3 separate regions of the Zea mays genome follow, and all the other regions are linked to region 2. Evidence: chromatin contacts called from public Hi-C data. All regions are on one chromosome and are shown on one strand. Each heading gives the region's core, a stretch centred on a gene start, on an enhancer-like site or on the middle of the called end of the contact. The rest is flanking DNA. Distances are from core to core; before and after follow the strand shown.

Region 1 (3,867 bases), core at 1,359-3,858, 130 kb before region 2:
TTTGGTGGAAATTCTGAAAAAAAACGGAAAAATCACAACCGGCGGCTAAGTTCAGAAAACCGCCAGTGGACTGGCGGTTGATATTATGGAACCACCAATAAAAAATATATTTCCACGAGCGGTTGCGTGAAGATAACCGCCAGTGAAAATATCACTGGACACTAACGCTGATGGTTCTAATAGACGCCAGTGAAAATGGGTTACCAATAGCATTTATAGAGTTTTTGTGTACTAGTATGAGATCTATAACTTTCTAATTCTAGATTTTTTTCAGTTAAAATTGTTAAGATGCTAAAAATTAGTAAAAAGTTTAAACAATATATTAATCGTGTATCGGGACTCGTTGCTTTGTTTTCTTTAGAAAAATCATATGTTTCTTGTATGGTGTTGTAGCTCTTGATGAGATCCATAAATTCCTAATTTTGTGTTATATTATTTGAGATGGTCAAAATGCTAAAAACTAAAAGTTTCAGTAGCATTTTAGTCACGTACGTCGGTTATTAGAAATCATTATTTTTATAGAGGGTAACTGAAGACCACTAGTGAAAATCGATTTTTACTGTCGATCGGCGTAATAACACAATAGTGAAAACTATTTTTTAAAACATAAAACGGGTTTTAAGAACAACAAAAAAATATTTTATAGGAAGTCACGGGTCGCAAGTCACGACATTTTTCACATAAAATTCGCGCGCTACGCAGCTTATAGGAATAGAATCCCCCAGACCTCAATGTCGCGTGTATCCTCGTGTACCACTCCGCCTATGGTATGTTTTGTATCTAGTTTGTAGTTTTATTGTCCACGTATTGCAACCAACTTAGTGTAAATTGCTCATTTGAGACCTTAAACGAATTCAAATAATAAAGTTGTTAACTACAAATTGAATAACTTTTGAAGTTCTACAACTTTCATTTTGACACTTTTTTCATCCGAGGTCGTTTGCAAAATTTGAATTTTAAATTTGGCAAATTTAGATACAATTTTTGAGAGCCGAAATGATTTCAAATAAAAAAGTTGTCAACTACAACCAACCTTTTATTTTGGTGGTTTTATCATACGAGATCGTTCAAAAAACTCGAAAAATTAAGGATAAAAATAATTTCTATTGGTGGTTACTTACGAAAACCGCTACTAGAAATCATGGATGCGGTTTTCTTAAGGAAATGCCTGTAGAAAAACGACCTCTAGTGGCAGTTTTTTTAAGTAACCGTCACTAAAAATAGCACAGATGATTGATAATTGAATTAGTATGTAAAAATATATCACACCGCAGGCTTTGAGCATTTTTTCTATTAGTGAAATTAATACAAAACATGATTCAAAACTAAAGCTTTATGGTATTTTTTTAGCATCTTAACAACATCAAACGGACAGAATTCAAAACTAAAGCTTTGTAAATCTCCTCGTAGGCTTCAGCTTTGATACACAAAGTATATTTATCCGACGCCATACAGCAGGTAAGGTACGATTTTCTAAGGCAATAAACCGGGTACACGTACGACTAATATGTTGCTCAAACTTCAGACTATTTTTTTTAGAACCATATCAAGTAACAAAACTCAAAATTATGAATTTGTAGATTTCATCGATTATTGCTATAACTGATTTTCGTATATAAGTATTTACCTAACGCAATACAAAAAGATATGTGTTTCTTTTTCTGGGATGACACTAGCTAGTACACGAACAGTATACTGCTGAAACTTTTAACAATTTGTAAATAACAGAAGTCCAAACTAGCTAGAAAGTTACCTTATCGAGAGGTACAAATTTTGTATATAATAAAAATCATCTTCAACAAAGGTTGTATAAAAAAAGGTCTTAAGTGGTGTCTTGCCGTTGCGACGTGGGTTTTACGTGCCAGATTCAAGCAGACGCTTCACAGCGGATCGGATAAGTATCCATTTAAACCTAGACAAGACCTGTTACAAATTTATAAAGCAAAAAAAAAGCGTTTGGAGTTTTTAGACTAGAGATGGGGTGGGGGTGGGGGGGGGGGGGGGGGGTGGGGGGGGGCGGCAACTCCGTCGCAGCAAGCAGGATGCAGTCGACAGGTCATGCGAACGGGGCCCATCGGGCATACGTATCTGGTTGCAAAGCCCAGGTCGCGATCCCTACTGGCGTTTTCGGTTTTCCCATGCAATGCGATTGCCCACCGGCGACCGAAGGGTTGAGCGAGTTTTACTCCTCCCAAAGCCGAAGCCACTCCGTAATAATCAGCCGAGCGACCCCGATCGCACGGCTCACGGCTGCGTGTATACGCAAGCGGTCTCTCTGAGATGTGGGTCGTGAGCCAGCCCTGGCCCCGCACGTCGGCGACACGCCCGGCCTGGACATCAAGTGGTACTGGACCGACCGATGTCACTGGCTCGTACGTTGCCCAAACTTGAGTGTTATACAAAAGATAGGGCGGCTGATACGGGGTTAGGTAGCTAGGCCGACTGGCCTGGCCGTGGAGGCTCATTTCTACCGCCTCGTGCCGGATTCCGGCACGCGACTCCAGCTTTTTGGTTGTGTCGTCGCGGCGAACGCGATCGCCGGACGAACTCTCATGCCCCGGCTCACATCCTTATAAATTGCCTCCCCCCCTGCATGCCTCTTGGTATATCCATCTCACTAGCTAAGCCAGCAGCCACAGCGCCACAGGCAGAGCAACCACACGCTCTTCGATCCGTCATTAGCCAGCGCCTCGATCTCCTTCGATTCAATCGTTTGACATTGATATGGCGTTCGCTGAGGTATGTGTTTGTGCGTAGTGCATATATATACCAGATTATCTGTATGGTTCTCTTAGTCACAAGGTACTAGGATTAATTACGGTGTCGAGTCTAATTGGGTTCTGTCACGTATATATATATAATCCGCAGCAGCAGTGGTAGCTTGCTCACCAGCCGCGCGAAAACCTTAGCTTATTTGAAACCTACAACAACTTGGTGTGAATTTTCTGGACAAAAGATGTGTCCTGGGCGCACTCATGTTCAAGGCAGCTGTCACTGGCTTGCCATGGCTTTAAAGCCAAGCATCCAGGCAGCCCAGTACGATCGAGTACTTAGGAGATGTCTTACGTGCAGTTCCTGAACTGTCGTCCGACCCATGGCCATTGACAAGCCTCCCACATCCAACTGCTGTCATGATATGATGTTCTCGACAGCACACACAGGCAGCTCTTCCATCTCTCCGACACGCACGCACCGAGCACACCACATGTGTCTAACTGTCTATGGCTCTTTTGCCTAAACGGCGCGCGCAGGAGGAGACGACGAGGTACCTCGGCACGAACCTCATCGAGAGCTGCGGCGACTCGGAGGACGGGCTCGCCGGCTGGGCTCCGTCCGGCTCGTGCACGCTCTCCGCGCACGCCGACGAGGACGCGTCTCTTCCTTCGCTGGCAGCCGCATTGTCCGCCGCCGCCGGCGGCGACGACGAAGGCGACGACTCTGACGAGGACGAATTCCAGCAGCGCGCGCCGAGGCCCAGCGGCCGGTACGTCCTGGCCGCGCGCCGCGCGAGCGACAAGGACGGGCTCTGCCGCGCGGTCTCGCGCGCCCCGATCAGGCCCAACGTAACGTACCGGGTGGCCGGGTGGGTCGGCCTGGGCGCCGCCGTGGACGGCTCCCACGCCGTTCACGTCGAGGTCCGCGTCGACGGTGGTGGCCGCCCGGTCGGTGGCGGCGTGGCTGTGGTCGAGTCGGGGAAGTGGGGCCAGATCAAGGGCTCGTTCCGTGTCGACTGCGATGAGCCACCGCGCCACGCCAAGGTCTACGTCCACGGGCCGCCGGCCGGGGTGGACCTCAAGGTCACGACGGATCTGCAGGTGTGCGCGGTGAACAAGATTCCGAGGCTCAGGCACCTCAGGAAGAAGGCCG
Region 2 (3,906 bases), core at 760-3,259:
GGGAATCACAAGGCGGAAGAACCCCTAACGGTATGGAGGGTAATCGGACACTTACTCTGCAGCAGTGGGACGTCGCTGGCGGCGTGGCCATGGACCATGAAGGGTTCGGCCTCCTGGAGGCTGTGGCGGTGCTCGTACGCGTCCTGCAGCATCTGCTGCACCACCATCTGCCGGGACCGGAAACAGAGTACGTACGTGTCAGAGAACAAGCGAAATCCATGGAGCTCTGGCGCTCTGCCCCTTCTTTTCTGTTCGGAGACGGTGGACGACTCACCGTCTGGCCTCTGTTCAGCTGGTGCAGCGGCCACTCCGCGCCGCCGATGTCGACCCTCACGACGTTGAAGACGGAGTCCACGTAGATGGTGCCGTGGGGCGTGCTGTGCGCGTACACCTTGTCGTCGGTGGCGCAGGTCCTGGCGTGGTTCGTCGTCGCCTCCCACATGCGGTCGGTCATGCCGTCGCCCAGAATCTGGACCCCCGCACAGAAACAGGGCAGCCTATCAGCACGGAGGACGAAACGAAATGGAGACCAAGCTAACGTTCTGGGAGAGAGCGCAAACTCACCGCGCGCAACTCGTCGGGCTTCACCATCAGCATCCTGACGAACTCCTGCACGGTGCCGACGTTGCTGCGCCTGAGCTTCCTGTGGAACGCGCCTTCCTTGCCGATCTTCTCCAGCCTCCAGACGTCGTCGGCGAGGACGGGCGGGTAGTGCTTGCGGTACAGCTCGCCGCGGTGGTCCCGGACGATGAAGGCCTCGGTCATGGCCTCCTGGACGCGGGCGCCGTCCCAGGCGCCGGGCACCACGCGGGCGGCGATGCGGAACTTGCGGCAGCGGACCCAGGACGAGTTGTCCGTGAACTGGAGCTCGCCCACCGTGGCGCGCCCGTCCCTCAGGGCCAGGCTCACGTCGCCGGTCAGGAGCGGGCGCTTCCCCGCGCGCTCCTTCACGACGTTCCTCTGGAACTCGTCGTCGGACCAGTCCTCGCGCCCGTCCTGCGGGAAGTCGCCGTACACCGGGACCAGCTCGACGCGCAGCGCCTGCGGGAGCGCGGCCGGCGAGCCCGTGTCCGCGTCCACCAGGATCACCTCCAGCGGGTTCCCGGCCTCGTCCTCGATCTTGCTGCCCGTGAAGATGGGCAGCTGCGGCGGGGTCCGGAACGCCAGCCTCCACGCCGCCCGCTCCGCCGGCAGCCTCTCGATGTAGCGCGGGCTCTGCATCAGCGTCAGCCCTGCATGGAGCTCCTCTTTCACCTGAACGAAACGTTGGCCCGAAACAGAGCAGCGATCTTCAGGAATCAGGATGCCTGCTTGCTTGGTGGCTTGACTCGCAAGAAGAAATGGGAGCGAATAGAGCTGTCGCTTACCACTCGGCGGAGGAGAGGCTCCAGACACCTGAACAGGCTCTGCATGTGCTTCTGCATCATGGCCTCCCGGATCACCCTGGAATTCGACGCCAATAGCCAGTCAGTGAAGCTCCAGCTGGGAAGAAAGAAAGAAAGAAAGAAAGCAGGCGGCTCCCGTACGTCGAGAAGGACGGCAGGCGGCGCATGCGCTTGTCATTGGGCTGGTCCCCGTCCTGCTCGTACCCGTTGTACAGACGCTTCGCCGCCATTGCTGCGCTTGCTATCGCAGGGATGATCAATCGTTCACGGTTTCTTGTGCGCCAAGGTCTCGAAGTATTTTCAGCAGAGTGATTGGCTGGGCTAGCTGCTCGAATAGTAGTAGGAGTAGGATGATTTGGGTGAGTTGGTGTGGTTTGGGCAGAGTTGCACGGCAGCGCCCGCCATTCCCTTATATAGGCATAAGCAGGTAGCCGCAATGTGTGCCGGGGCGGCGCTCGCACAGTGTGCTCGCGGGAAGAGGAAGGTGAGAGGAAGGTGCCAGGAAGGTGGGAGGAACCGAGGAAGAGCTCCCGATGACGTCATCTTCCGATGTCATAGACTGAGGAAGTGAGGAGAGCGAGGTGAGAGAGACTCGCTCCGTCGCTCGCTCTCGCTCCGCCATGTCGTCTCGTGTCGTGTCGAGCTGGTTCTGATTTTTGATGCGGCTGAAATCGCTCGCCCCGCCGGCCGGTTGATCACAAAAGCAGCTGCTGTTCTTTCGGCTTTCGGTCGAAGGTGCATCAGCGGCCGGAATAATTCTGTTAGTCTGCTGCTGTGTTAACACAAAAATCAATCAAGCTCGGGAAATAAGGTACAGTTAGTAGTAAAGTAGTAATATTTTTTTTTTACAATCGGCTTCACGAGCAAATCTTTACTGGAAGAGCTGAAGCTATTTAAAAAAACATTTGATGAAACGATGGTCATAGTTCTCATTTTTAGATAATCATTGTCGGTGTTTGGACCGCGGGACCTTAACCAACCAGTAAATATACCGTGTGGTCGACTCTAGATGGTGTGCGAGGAGACACAAGCGATTATCATGGTTCGGGCTACTCAAGGTCCTACTTCCAGCAGAGAGGATGTAGCTTATATTACTCGCACCGTGGTACCTGTAGTAGGGGTTTATAAGCACAGCGGGAGAGAGAAAATCCTCAAGTCTCTAGAGATGATTGAGGTAAGTGCCAATATCTAAGACAGAGTGGAGGAGTGAGTGTTCGTCTATGTGTGTCGATGTGTGGATGTCGATCCCCCCGTCTGTGGAGGGACCACTGCCCTATTTAACACCAAGGGGAGCGTCCTTGGTGAAGCCGGGTCTTCTATTCGAAAGAGAGATGCCTGGCATCCGACGTGACGGCGAATCTGTGCAGTTGGTCCGTGCTTGCTGACTTCCCGTGGAGAGCCGAGGCCGAGGCCAAGGGGTCGTCCGTACGCCCATGCCGTAGTGGTTGTAACAGCGTCGGGGTATGGACCAAAAGGCAGCTTATGGGGTGCGTCATCATCCTGGCGCGTGATGATGTCGAGATTCCCTGCTGCACTCATCGAGATCAGAGCCCCTGCTTTGTTTTGATGCGGAAGTTTTCTGAGGCGTTAGCCGAGTTGTCCCTCGATGTGCGCTACAGTCGGGCGGAGTGGCCGCCTGTGGGATTCGTGGCGCAGTTGGTGGCCGAGGCCGAGCTCGGGCGAGACGGAGAATGTGCTCGAAGGCTAGACCCTGGGTCGGGCGAGGCGGAGAGGTTGCACCCGTGGGCTAGATCCCACTTCGGGCGAGGCGAAGAGATTGTGCCCGAAGGCCCGTCCGCTCGGCTTGTCGTATAGGCGTCCCATCATAGGGCGTCAGGCGGAGTGCGTGCACTGTTATGTAGACGTAATCATGTCGCTGTGACGGACGTGATCGTTGTCTTGTCCGCCACTATGCTTCGCTGCCATAGCATGGGTTGACATACGCATTAAATGCGCCTGTTCCCTGCCTGTGTTCGAGCGCCTTTGTCCCATCTGCCTGAGGCTGACTCGGGCGAGACGGACTGAGCTGAGGCGACCTCGGGCGAGGCGGAGTGAGCGGCGTCGACTTCGGGCGAGGCGGAGCCCTGCTCGAGGTGGGAGACTCTCGGGGAGATGTCTCGGTTTTTTATAGGTGGCTCGGCTGTCACCCCTCGGGAGTTTTAGTCCTTATTTCTCTAGGTGCGTTTGTTAGGGGATAATTCAGGTGTCCCTAATTATTGCCCCCGACAATCATCCTTCCGGCCTTACCCTCACACGTAAAGTATGGCCAACATAACAAAAACCATCGAACTGAATTCACCATGAAACAAAACAAAATAGGAGAAATAAAACAGACTTTAACAACATCTAAACAACAGTGATTCTATTTGTAAATTTCCAGCCAAAGTGAGCGAAGATTTGGATAGACGTCGTCTCCAATCGCCTACATGCCACCTTTAGTATATCCTCTTCGTTCTTATGAAGTTTAGCCCAAAGTGTAAGCCAATGCGTCATTCGAAACATTACCTACAAATAAGTAATC
Region 3 (3,954 bases), core at 746-3,245, 180 kb after region 2:
CGAACGCGTACACGTCGCCCCTGTGCGACGCCCAGGGCCTGGGCGGCGGGGGCGCCTCGGGCGCGCGGTACCCCGCCGACCGAGCCGCCGCCGCGGCCGGGGACGACCCCAGCTGCGCCAGCCCGCAGTCCGCGAGACGCGCCACGCCGAATCTGTCCAGCAGGATGTTGGTGCTCTTGATGTTGCCGTGCGCCAGCTTCGGCGTGCCGCTGCCCCGCCGCCCAGAGTGGTGGATGTAGGCCAGCCCGCGCGCGGCGCCGGCTGCGATGCGAAGCCGCGCCGCCCACTCCAGCGGCGTGCGCCCGGGGCCCCGGTTACCTGACCATAATAACGCTTCGAAGTCAGCATTTATCAAGGGGATTCCTTTATCAAGACACGACGGAGATGTTAAGCGGATGACTTGCCGTGGAGGACGGAGAAGAGGCTGCCGTTGGGCATGTACTCGTACACCAGCAGCTTCTCGTCGCGGGCGTAGTAGTAGGCGTTGAGGGGCACGATGTTGGGGTGCCGGAGGCGGCCGAGCACGGCCATGTGGTGCTCGAAGTCCTTCTTGGACGCGGCCGCCGGCGTCGCGGCGTCGCGCAGCCGCTTCACGGTCACGACGGTGCCGTCGTCCAGCACGGCCTTGTACGCCGTGCCGCATCCGCCCTTCCCCAGCATCTCCGCGGACGCGCGCAGCAGCTCCTCCAGCTCAAACCGCCTCGTGCGGCCGTCGCTGCAGCTCAGGTCCTCGAGGAACACCATCTTCCCTCGCTCGAACGTCGAGCCACCGGCCGCCGCCGCGACCACCCCGGCGGCGCCGTAGGGGCTCGAGGAGTACACTATCTTCTCCCCCTGCTGGAGTCGCCGGGCGCTTCGCCGGCCGGAGAGGCGCGGCCAGAAGTAGCAGAACAGGAGCCCGGCCACGAGCCCCACCACGGCGAAGTCCCCCGCCACAATTGCCACCACGGCGGCGCGGCTCATCTTCCCCTTGACGCCGCTCGCCGCCTCGGCGCCCGCTGGCTTACCCGAAGGCGAGGACGCCACCATGGCAGAAGCCGGAGGGCAGTCCCCTGCCGCAGACGCGTTCACCGCCGCCGACGCGTTCGGCTGAGGCGCCTCGTCCTTGCAGGGCGGGAGCGGCGCGCTGCACAGGCCGACGTTCCCGCCGAAGGCCGCGGCCGGGAACGACGCCATCGCCGCCGGAATCCTCCCGGACATGAGATTGTTGGAGACGTTCAGCTCCTGCAGCCTCGGCAGCGCAATGGCGTCAACCCCGCCGCTGAGCCGGTTGGAGTCCAGCCTCAGGGTGAGCAGCCTGTCGAGCCGGCTGAGCTCGGGCGGCACGGCGCCGGACAGCTTGTTGGACGACAGGTCGAGCCGGTACAGGCGGTACAGCGCCCCCAGCGACGGCGGAATCGCGCCGGACAGCTCGTTCCCCGCGAGGAACAGCAGCTTGAGCCCCGCGAGCGGCGAGAGGTCGGGGATTTCGCCCGAGAAACCGTTGCCCTTGAGGCTGAGCACGCGGAGGCCGTCCAGCCTCGCGAGCGCCGGCAGCGCGGCGGCGCCGGAGAGGCCGAGGCCCTCGAGCACCAGCCTCGTGACGCGGCCGCCGGCGCAGGTGACACCGCGCCACGCCCCGGCGCACGGCGCCGGGTTCGCGGACACGTTCCAGGTCGCCAGCGCGGCGCCGGACGGGTCCGCGACGAGCCTGAAATCCGACAGAGCCGCGACGTCGGCATCCAGAGAGCCGGCATTGGCGAAGGAACGCAGCAGCAGCAGCAGCAGCAGCGGTGGCAGGAGGAGCAGCAGAGCAGTGCTGCCGTTGGGAGGCATGCTCGCTTCTTTTTGTGGTTTTCTTGGGGGCTCGCGGTTGGCTCGCGCCCGCGCGCTGGTCGCGCTGCTCGCTCCGGTGCAAGTAGGAAATGGACAGCGGCGAGAGAGACGGAGGCACGGTGGGTTGGTTCTTGTCTGTCTGGTGCTCGTCGCACGGACAGTGGCTGCCCTTGTCGCTGGAGCCTTTTGCCCTCCCGTCTTTGTACTGCTTTTATTTTATCTACTGAGCACGGGAGCAGGGAACAGTGAAGCCGCTGCGATCGTGGCCCCACCACATGGGTGCGGTGGCGAACGGCGAGCTTCCCTACCTAGCCGCTTGCAGAGGACTGGAGTGCAGGAGCGACGCAGGACCAAGGCGATGGGAGCGGTCGGATGACGCCTGGGCTCCACACTACCGTTGTTCGGCGTCCTGGCACGTCGTTGTCGCGGTGGGACTTTACTACTCCAGTGGCCTCGGGATGCGTGGTAGCCGACCGCGTGCTGGAGACGATCGTGCGCAATCCGGTGATCATTATGGCGCCAAGAAGTTGCGTTCCCGCGCGCGGTAGAAGTTGGTAGCGCTATGCTCTACTGCTCTCGGACTAAACTTTAAGCGCACCGGCTCACAACATATGGGACGAGATACTTTCCATAAAAATAGGTTCCTCTTAATGCCGGCGTTTTACATAAATAGTATAGAAAAAAAATAAGGAGACTTCATTTAATAAGAGAAAAAGAACAAGACTGAGCAAAAATCCCACTTTGCTAAAAGACTTCAGATCTGTTTGGTTTTTTAGTCTAGGGACTAAAGTTTAGTTAGGAGACTAAAATTTTGTCTCTACCTATTTAGTTTTAAGGACTAAAACTATTCAAAACACATTAGATGAATCATAAGAGTTGTCGAGGACCATAATTAGGGGTACTGTCGGGGACCATAATTAGGGGTACCCTCAAGGCTCCTAATTCTCAGCTGGTAACCCCATCAGCACAAAGCTGCAAAGGCCTGATGGGTGCGATTAAGTCAGGGATCAGTCCATTCGAGGGACACGATCACGCCTCGCCCGAGCCTAGCCTCGGACAAGGGCAGCCGACCCCGGAGGATTTCCGTCTCGCCCGAGGCCCCCCTTCAGCGGCGAACAAATTCCCGGCTCGCCCGAGGCCCTGCCTTCGCTAAGAAGCAACCCTGACCGAATCGCCGCACCGACCGACCAAGTCGCAGGGGCATTTAATGCAAAGGTGGCCTGACACCCTTATCCTGACGCGCGCCCCCCAGCCGACAGAGCCGAAGTGACCGTCGTCACTTCGCCGCTCCACTGACCGGCCTGACAGAAGGACAGCGCCGCCTGCGCCACTCCGACTGCGGTGCCACTTGACAGAGTGAGACTGACAGGCAGTCAGGCCCGGCCGAAGGCTCCATAGGAAGCTCCGCCTCACCCGACCCCAGGGCTCGGACTCGGGCTAAGTCCCGGAAGACGGCGAACTCCGCTCCGCCCGACCCAGGGCTCGGACTCGGGCTAAGTCCCGGAAGACGACGAACTCCGCTCCCCCCGACCCAGGGCTCGGACTCGGGCTAAGTCCCGGAAGACGACGAACTCCGCCCGACCCAGGGCTCGGACTCGGGCTAAGTCCCAGAAGACGACGATCTCCGCCTCGCCCGACCCAGGGCTCGGACTTGGGCTCGGCCCCAGAAGACGACGAACTCCGCTTCGCCCGACCCAGGGCTCGGACTCCGCCCCGGCACCAGCCGGCAATCTCCGCCTCGCCCGACCCGGGGGCTCGGACTCGACCTCGGCTTCGGAGGAGCTTCCACATCATCCAACCTAGGGCGCAGACCAGCCACGTCAGCAGGAGGCGCCATCATCACCCTACCCCGAGCTGACTCGGGCCGCAGGGAACAAGACCGGCGTCCCATCTGGCTCGCTCCGCCAGATAGGCAATGATGGCGCCCCGCATGCTCTGTGACGACGGCGGCTCTCAGCCCCCTTACGGAAGCAAGAGGACGTCAGCAAGGACTCAACCGCTCCGACAGCTGTCCCTCCGCCAAGCTCCATCGCTCCTCCGACGGCCACGACATCACACCAGCTGGGTGCCAAGATCTCTCCGGCTGCCACAACGGCATGTACCTAGGGCGCTAGCTCTCCTCCGCTAGACACGTAGCAC

The links. A called contact is a pair of places that touch in the nucleus more often than the background predicts.
Region 1: a contact with region 2 is called in a Hi-C map of ear, with 2.7 times the contacts expected there. The contact joins the promoter of LOC100281198 here to the promoter of LOC103649824 in region 2. A contact is called at or near these places in 3 of 25 Hi-C or Micro-C datasets (ear and tassel).
Region 3: a Hi-C map of leaf mesophyll shows a contact between it and region 2, with 2.8 times the contacts expected there. The contact joins the promoter of LOC103649825 here to the promoter of LOC103649824 in region 2. A contact is called at or near these places in 2 of 25 Hi-C or Micro-C datasets (leaf and leaf mesophyll).

Annotation. Positions count from the first base shown.
Region 1 is chr3:21,307,315-21,311,181 of Zm-B73-REFERENCE-NAM-5.0, forward strand. It overlaps LOC100281198 (endo-1,4-beta-xylanase), which reads left to right and starts at 2,609. Exons shown (of 3, transcript NM_001372494.1): 1 at 2,609-2,739; 2 at 3,252-3,867. The coding sequence starts at 2,725.
Region 2 is chr3:21,436,533-21,440,438 of Zm-B73-REFERENCE-NAM-5.0, forward strand. LOC103649824 (Protein SAR DEFICIENT 1) reads right to left here and starts at 2,010. Exons shown (of 6, transcript XM_008675528.4): 1 at 1,527-2,010; 2 at 1,368-1,443; 3 at 565-1,254; 4 at 275-469; 5 at 56-167. The coding sequence starts at 1,615.
Region 3 is chr3:21,619,878-21,623,831 of Zm-B73-REFERENCE-NAM-5.0, forward strand. LOC103649825 (probable leucine-rich repeat receptor-like protein kinase At1g68400) reads right to left here and starts at 1,996. Exons shown (of 2, transcript XM_008675529.4): 1 at 405-1,996; 2 at 1-318. The coding sequence starts at 1,815.